Linked DNA regions of Mus musculus: region 2 is linked to region 1. A link is a contact called in public Hi-C data. All regions are on one chromosome and are shown on one strand. The core of a region is the stretch at or near the end of the contact, and the rest is flanking DNA. Distances in the headings are between cores, read along the strand shown. Region 1 overlaps Jak1 (Janus kinase 1). Region 2 overlaps Pde4b (phosphodiesterase 4B, cAMP specific).

Evidence for each region. A called contact is a pair of places that touch in the nucleus more often than the background predicts.
Region 2: a Hi-C map of CD4 T cells shows a contact between it and region 1, with 2.8 times the contacts expected there. The contact joins two enhancer-like sites. A contact is called at or near these places in 4 of 484 Hi-C or Micro-C datasets (CD4 T cells, CD8 T cells and regulatory T cells) and 1 of 9 other capture datasets (liver).

The regions. Positions count from the first base shown.
Region 1 is chr4:101,181,634-101,184,589 of GRCm38.p6, reverse strand. It overlaps Jak1 (Janus kinase 1), which reads left to right. Exons shown (of 25, transcript NM_146145.2): 5 at 100-253; 6 at 2,647-2,810. Among named protein-coding and RNA genes, the nearest start is that of Gm24468, 3.7 kb to the left of the region's middle. Within about 2 kb of position 1,694, at least 132 of the 459 cell types and tissues checked have an H3K27ac peak or open chromatin away from gene starts, as enhancers often do. A contact at or near this core is called in CD8 T cells and regulatory T cells, where this site is marked.
Region 2 is chr4:102,510,231-102,513,090 of GRCm38.p6, reverse strand. All of the region lies in intron 5 of Pde4b (phosphodiesterase 4B, cAMP specific), which reads right to left. It overlaps Gm52668 (a long non-coding RNA gene), which reads left to right. Exons shown (of 3, transcript XR_003955083.1): 3 at 2,764-2,860. Among named protein-coding and RNA genes, the nearest start is that of Gm52668, 3.8 kb to the left of the region's middle. Within about 2 kb of position 1,265, at least 242 of the 459 cell types and tissues checked have an H3K27ac peak or open chromatin away from gene starts, as enhancers often do. A contact at or near this core is called in CD8 T cells and regulatory T cells, where this site is marked.

The DNA of each region.
Region 1 (2,956 bases), core at 445-2,944:
GTTCAGCTTCAGCAAGGGCTACTCTAGATAGATACCTCTCCCAGATGAGCAGTCCAGGGACTCCTCCACCACATTTGACATTTTTATACTGTCTTTTAGGTTCTACTTTACCAACTGGCACGGAACCAATGACAACGAACAGTCTGTATGGCGACATTCTCCAAAGAAGCAGAAAAACGGCTATGAGAAGAAAAGGGTTCCAGAAGCAACCCCACTCCTTGATGCCAGTTCACTGGAGTATCTGTTTGCACAGGTAGGGAGCTTGAGCTAGGAGATCTAAAGTTTGTGAGGAGTGTGAGGCCTGGTGGGGCTCAGAGTCCCTGTGCAGTTGTGCTTAGTGGCACTTTATGGCCTGTTCTCAGATGCCCAGGTGACTGGGAAGGCCGTAGGCTCCTAGCTATGGGCCTTCCACACCAGTTACTTTCTTTCCACTGCTTTCTACCACTTTGCTTATCAGCTGTATTCTACATGAGAGGGCACAGAGTAGCTTTTGAAGGGAAGTGAGGTAGCAGCCAGGCCAAGAGAGGCTGGAGGTGCCTGGAATTGCATTGCTTCGGGATAGCTAGCATGTTTGATGCAATGTTTCCTGATTTCAATGTCAATTTTCTATTACCCCATGTATACTGCATTTGGAAATACCATAATGCCCATGTTATTTATAAACCGCATCTTTATTCATCTTATTTTCATCTTCCTTCTCATTTTTTAGATATCCATTATAAATAGTGATCTGGCTGGACATGGTGATGTGTACCTTTATAGTCAGAGGCAGAACTATAGCAAAGTTGAGGCCAGCCTGGTCTGTATACACATACACACACACACATACACACACACACACACACACACACACACACAGGGCCATGGTTATTGTGAGATCTTGTCCCAGATCGACTCATCTTTAATGGCTTCATATCAATTCATTGATGTAACATCAAGTTACACAGGTGTCCGTGTCTTGTTTGCTTTCTGCGGTTGTATTTGTCAAGACCCTGGGTACTTGGACGAAACAATATGGTTTCTGTGTGCCCCCATTATATCCTCAAGTGAGACAAAAAGAAACAGTGAGTTTGTAAATATCACATAGATAGTGCACAGAAAATCATGAGGGTCAGGCATTCCATCTCAGACTTGTGAAGTGCCGTAATCTCAGCACTTTAAAGACTCAGGTGGTGAGTTTGAAGTCAGCCTGGGTTACACAGTGAGACTGACTTAAACAAAAAAGAGCAGAAAGGGACAGACTTTAGTGATAGAGCCTGTGGAGCGGCTTGAACTGGGAGAACTCAGGAAGAAAGGAGGAGATTGCCCTGCTTCAAGGATGGCTCCATCCTTGCTTTAGAGTCTCACCTTCAGGAGACTCAGTGTCAGTTACTTGAGGTTAGAGCGCTCACAGTCAGGTTCTCCCTCCTCTTCCAAGATCTCAGCATCCATCAGAGTTCTTGCTCCTCCAGTACTGTTGGTATAAATTCTTGTTCTTTCTCAAAACTTTGTGGAAATGGCCAGTGACCTTGCTTTAACCTGAAAGAAAAAACCTCCTACTATGGACAGAAAGAACTTCAGCCTATCTCACCCCTAAGAAAACAAAGCAAAACAGTAATGTGAAACTGAGAAGTGCTTTCAGGGGAAGTGAGTCAGTAGAAGCCACTCTGCCAGATGCGCTCTTGCCTGGATAGAAAGCAGCTGGGAAGCTCAGCCTCCTCGGCGTGGGAATGCCTAGCAGAGAGTGGTGGGCTGTGGGAGTGTTGAGGAAAGGCGCCCTGAGTCAGGATCGGGCTCGCCTTTTTTTTTTTTTTTTTTTTTTTTTTTTTTGCAAGCATCTAACATTAGTGCTTCCTGTTTCTCTTCTTCAGAGCGGACCGGATGTTGTGCTCAGTTAGATTCCTCCCCTAGTGGGACTCTGACAGGGCTGTTGTGAGGACTAAGGTGAAGTAAAGGAACAACTCCCATGTCTGGCAGGGAGGGAGCTTAGCGGCTAGGGAGTGTGAGCCTGCACTGCCCATCATTGCTCTGAGCAAGGCTAGCTGTGGGTACTGGTTCTAGTCCAGTTTTACATACTTTATTTTATTTTTTGTTTGTTTGTAAAGTCCCCATTGGTTTGTGGAATGCTATGTTCCTCGCTCCATCTGTGAGATAGTGTGCTCTCATGGCGTTCTTCTGTACTAGAAATGTGAATAACACATACGGAACAAACTAATGGTTTGTGGTAATGATGCTCTGTGGAATGTAACTCCTTCCCCTGTCTCCAAACCCATAATAGTACATATTTATGAAATTAATGCTGTCAGCCCGTGTCACCTGCCTTGCAGTTGAGACCTAATAGTCACAGTGTTTAGGCATTGTTAATTTAGAGGCCCCATGAAGGGGGGGGGGGGGCGCTGTGAATCTGTGTTCTTCACCAGCACCTTGACAGGTACTCAGTAAATACTCACTAAATGAATGGATGAATGAATGAATGAATGAAGTCATCTAGGAGAACATATTCTTAGCTGCCTTGTGCTCCACTTGAGTGGGAACAGCCTTGATCCTGGAGACACACTGATGCTTCTCTTTGCTGGGTGGCATTTTGGCCAGCTCTTCTCTCTAGGTCAGCATGGTGGCTCCTGAAGCTTAGGTGGTGACTCAGTTTTTCTCTTCTCTGCTCCCAAGGGACAGTATGATTTGATCAAATGCCTGGCTCCCATTCGGGACCCCAAGACGGAGCAAGACGGACATGATATTGAAAATGAGTGCCTGGGCATGGCGGTCCTGGCCATCTCCCACTATGCCATGATGAAGAAGATGCAGTTGCCGGAACTTCCCAAAGACATCAGGTACGCCTTCCTGATGATCCGAGTCGGTTGTAGGCACCTGGTACTGATTTGGGACATTGTTTTTGAAGCACAGTCTTGCTGTGTGTAGCTCAGGCTAGCCTCAAACTCATGTTCTTCCTTCCTCAAGTACCTCCAAGTACTGAGAT
Region 2 (2,860 bases), core at 16-2,515, 1.3 Mb before region 1:
GCTCCTCCGATGTTTCGGACTCAAGCTTGGGCAATCATTCACTGCTATTTGCTCATTCCATTAGTGTTTACTGGGCATCAGTTAGGTTTTACATTCTTAGTTGGAAGCCCAAAACTAGAGGATTTGTCTATGCATTTGAGATACTCATGCTTCGGTTAGGGAAGAAAACAAGATATTTCAAGTACTATTTTTGAGATTTTGAGACACTGATTAAAAGTTTCTGAGATAATAATTGAATAGGACATTATAGGGACATAATCTGAAGATGTCAGATAAGTAGTCTCAAATGATAAAAATGTACATTCCAGATGGAAATGGATAAATCATGTGGTATTTTCTAAATATATACTATATACCAGGCCTTTTATTGAAAATACATGTTTATTTTAATCGTCACTCAAGAATTGAAGAAGCAAAAAAAACATATACAGCCCTGGGAAAAGAGTCAGTGTGGAAAGATAGGAGGCAGGAGGCTGGCATATTTATCTCACACAACCATGAATTGAGCAATGTAGGGGTAAGGCAATAAGGGAGACAAGGACACATGCACTCACGCACACATGCATGCACGCACGCATGCATGCATGCACGCACGAATGCACATACACTCCCACACATGCACACTCACACACACCACCCAAAATCAAAACAAGACAATAACAAAACAATCAATAATGGGGCTTAGAAGAAGCATGCTAGATCAGAAAGAAGGTTGGGTCAGAACGTGCAAACACTGTGGACAACAAACCACGTTGGAAGATGACCATAATGTTTTGGGTACAGGAAAACAAAGTCCTTTATGCCGGGAGAGAAGAAAAGACTAGAAAGAAGTGGTTAAAGGAGCTGGCTGTCCTGGCAATGAGAGAGAAATGGATGAAGACGGTGCAGTTTTGGTTCTCCCAAGCCAGGAACTGCAGAACAAGGGAACAGAGCAGGGAGGACATGGAACCTGGGTCTCCACGTAACTCAAGAAGGGTTACCAAAAGTTTCAAGTGTCTAGCATTTCTATACACCCCAGTGATAAATAAAGGAAGGGAACCATCCATGGACTGGAGGGGCAAGGACTGTAGTAAGAAGTAAGTTTTATAGCCTGCATGGTAGATGAAGGGAGCCAGATCTGAAGAGATGATGAAGGTAGCTTTCTGGCTCTGAGCCTCAGTGGTAGAAAAGTCCAGGTGTGGAGCGAGTCCTTGGCAGACATTCCAGCTGCAGCTCAGGTAAACAGAGCCTGCAGGCATTCCCAGGAAGAGGCAGCTGTGTCCCGAAGGGCTTTTCTCCGACAGGCCTGGAAGCTGCTACGTGATCGGGCTTGAGGCGGGCAGCAGCTGGGGTTTGGGAGGACACAGGCACGTGGATAGCCTCCTGTGGGTACACTGCTGCAGATGAGACAGCCCTGAGAACCAGTTTGTCTTCCTGGCTTCCTCCTCCACCCTTCGCTACAGAGGCTCAGTGCCACAGCCCGAAACAGCTGCAGAAAGATTGATTCAGAGATGAGGGCTACAGCTTTGAGCCGTGCAGAGGCAGCAGAAAAGGCAATCTGTGTGCCTCTTTGAAGGACGCTGTTTGTTTAAGGATCCAAACGTCAAACAACTTCAGTAGCAGACAACAGTGATTTGGCTAGAACAATGTATGCCCCTGAATTAACATCAAGATGGGCTGAACAGAGCAAACTAGAGACTCCTTTTTTTCAAAGTTCAGTATCTTCCTCTATGGTCTCAATTACAGGAGATCCATTTGTGCACAAAACATTTAGGCAATAATATCTGGGTGTCTTTTGGAGTCTACTGTAACCAAAGAGAAAGAAAGGCCGGAACAAAATGCAAAGGGCAAAAAGAAACTGTTTGGAGACAGTCGGCTACAGTGTAAACTTTTCGTTCTCTCTCATAGCAAAACCTGATGGCTGTCTTTGAAAAAAAAAAAAAAAAGTGTCTGTATCTAGGTCCCTGGCAGTGATTTGCCTCTGGGAGGGCCAGCAATCTATTTAATGACTCCATTGACGTCAATGGCATAACTGAAATACTTACTAACATGCATGATTCCAGCTTTCAGGGGGAGGGGGTGGACAGTGTCTCTCAGCAGCGCGAAAACACGATGTGGAGTCTGTGAGGAACGGACTTGGCTCTTTCTGCAAATGCTAAGGGACTAGATGCTGCTGGTCCCCCAGGTCCTGATTAATATGAGGAAAAAAAACTTTTCCTGCTAAATGAAGAAATTAATTCTGAACAAGGGAACGTGGCCACTAATAAGCAAGACCTTATTTTTAGCTGTGTTTGCTCAAGGGAACAGTTTTTACCATTCTCACTTTAGCTGCCTTACTAATGATTTTGCAGTTAGCCATCCTTAAATTTAGACATATATGAAATCATTGCAAATCATTGCAGGCAGTTCAGCGTCCATGTTCTGGGGTAAATGTTTATAGGATGGCTATTTTAGACAAAACAGGCTCTTTCAAACCATTTGGGGCACTATCTTGAGAATTTCCCAGCTTTTCTGGTATAGTTCTATTTTATGACTTCTATTTGTATATAAAGGCTCTTTATATATGGGTGTAACTGAGCCGATTGTCCCAGAATTCCAGGTTACACACATCATACCGAACACTGAAGAAAATGTCTGCTATTTTTATTTTTCCCCTTTTCTTTTTTGTAATTTCCTTCGGGACCTCCTTTGTCCTGAGTGGCCAGGGTCTTTGATAAGATGGTTGATCTTATTTCTGTTTGCCCGTGTGTTGTAATCCTGCCTGACTGTTCTTGCTTAATGCAGAAACGAAGTAAAGGTTCAGCTTGTGCTGGCCTCCCTCTCCAGTCATCTGCCACGGATCAGTTTTCAAGCCTGAGCCATGGTCCTCAGAGAGACCTCT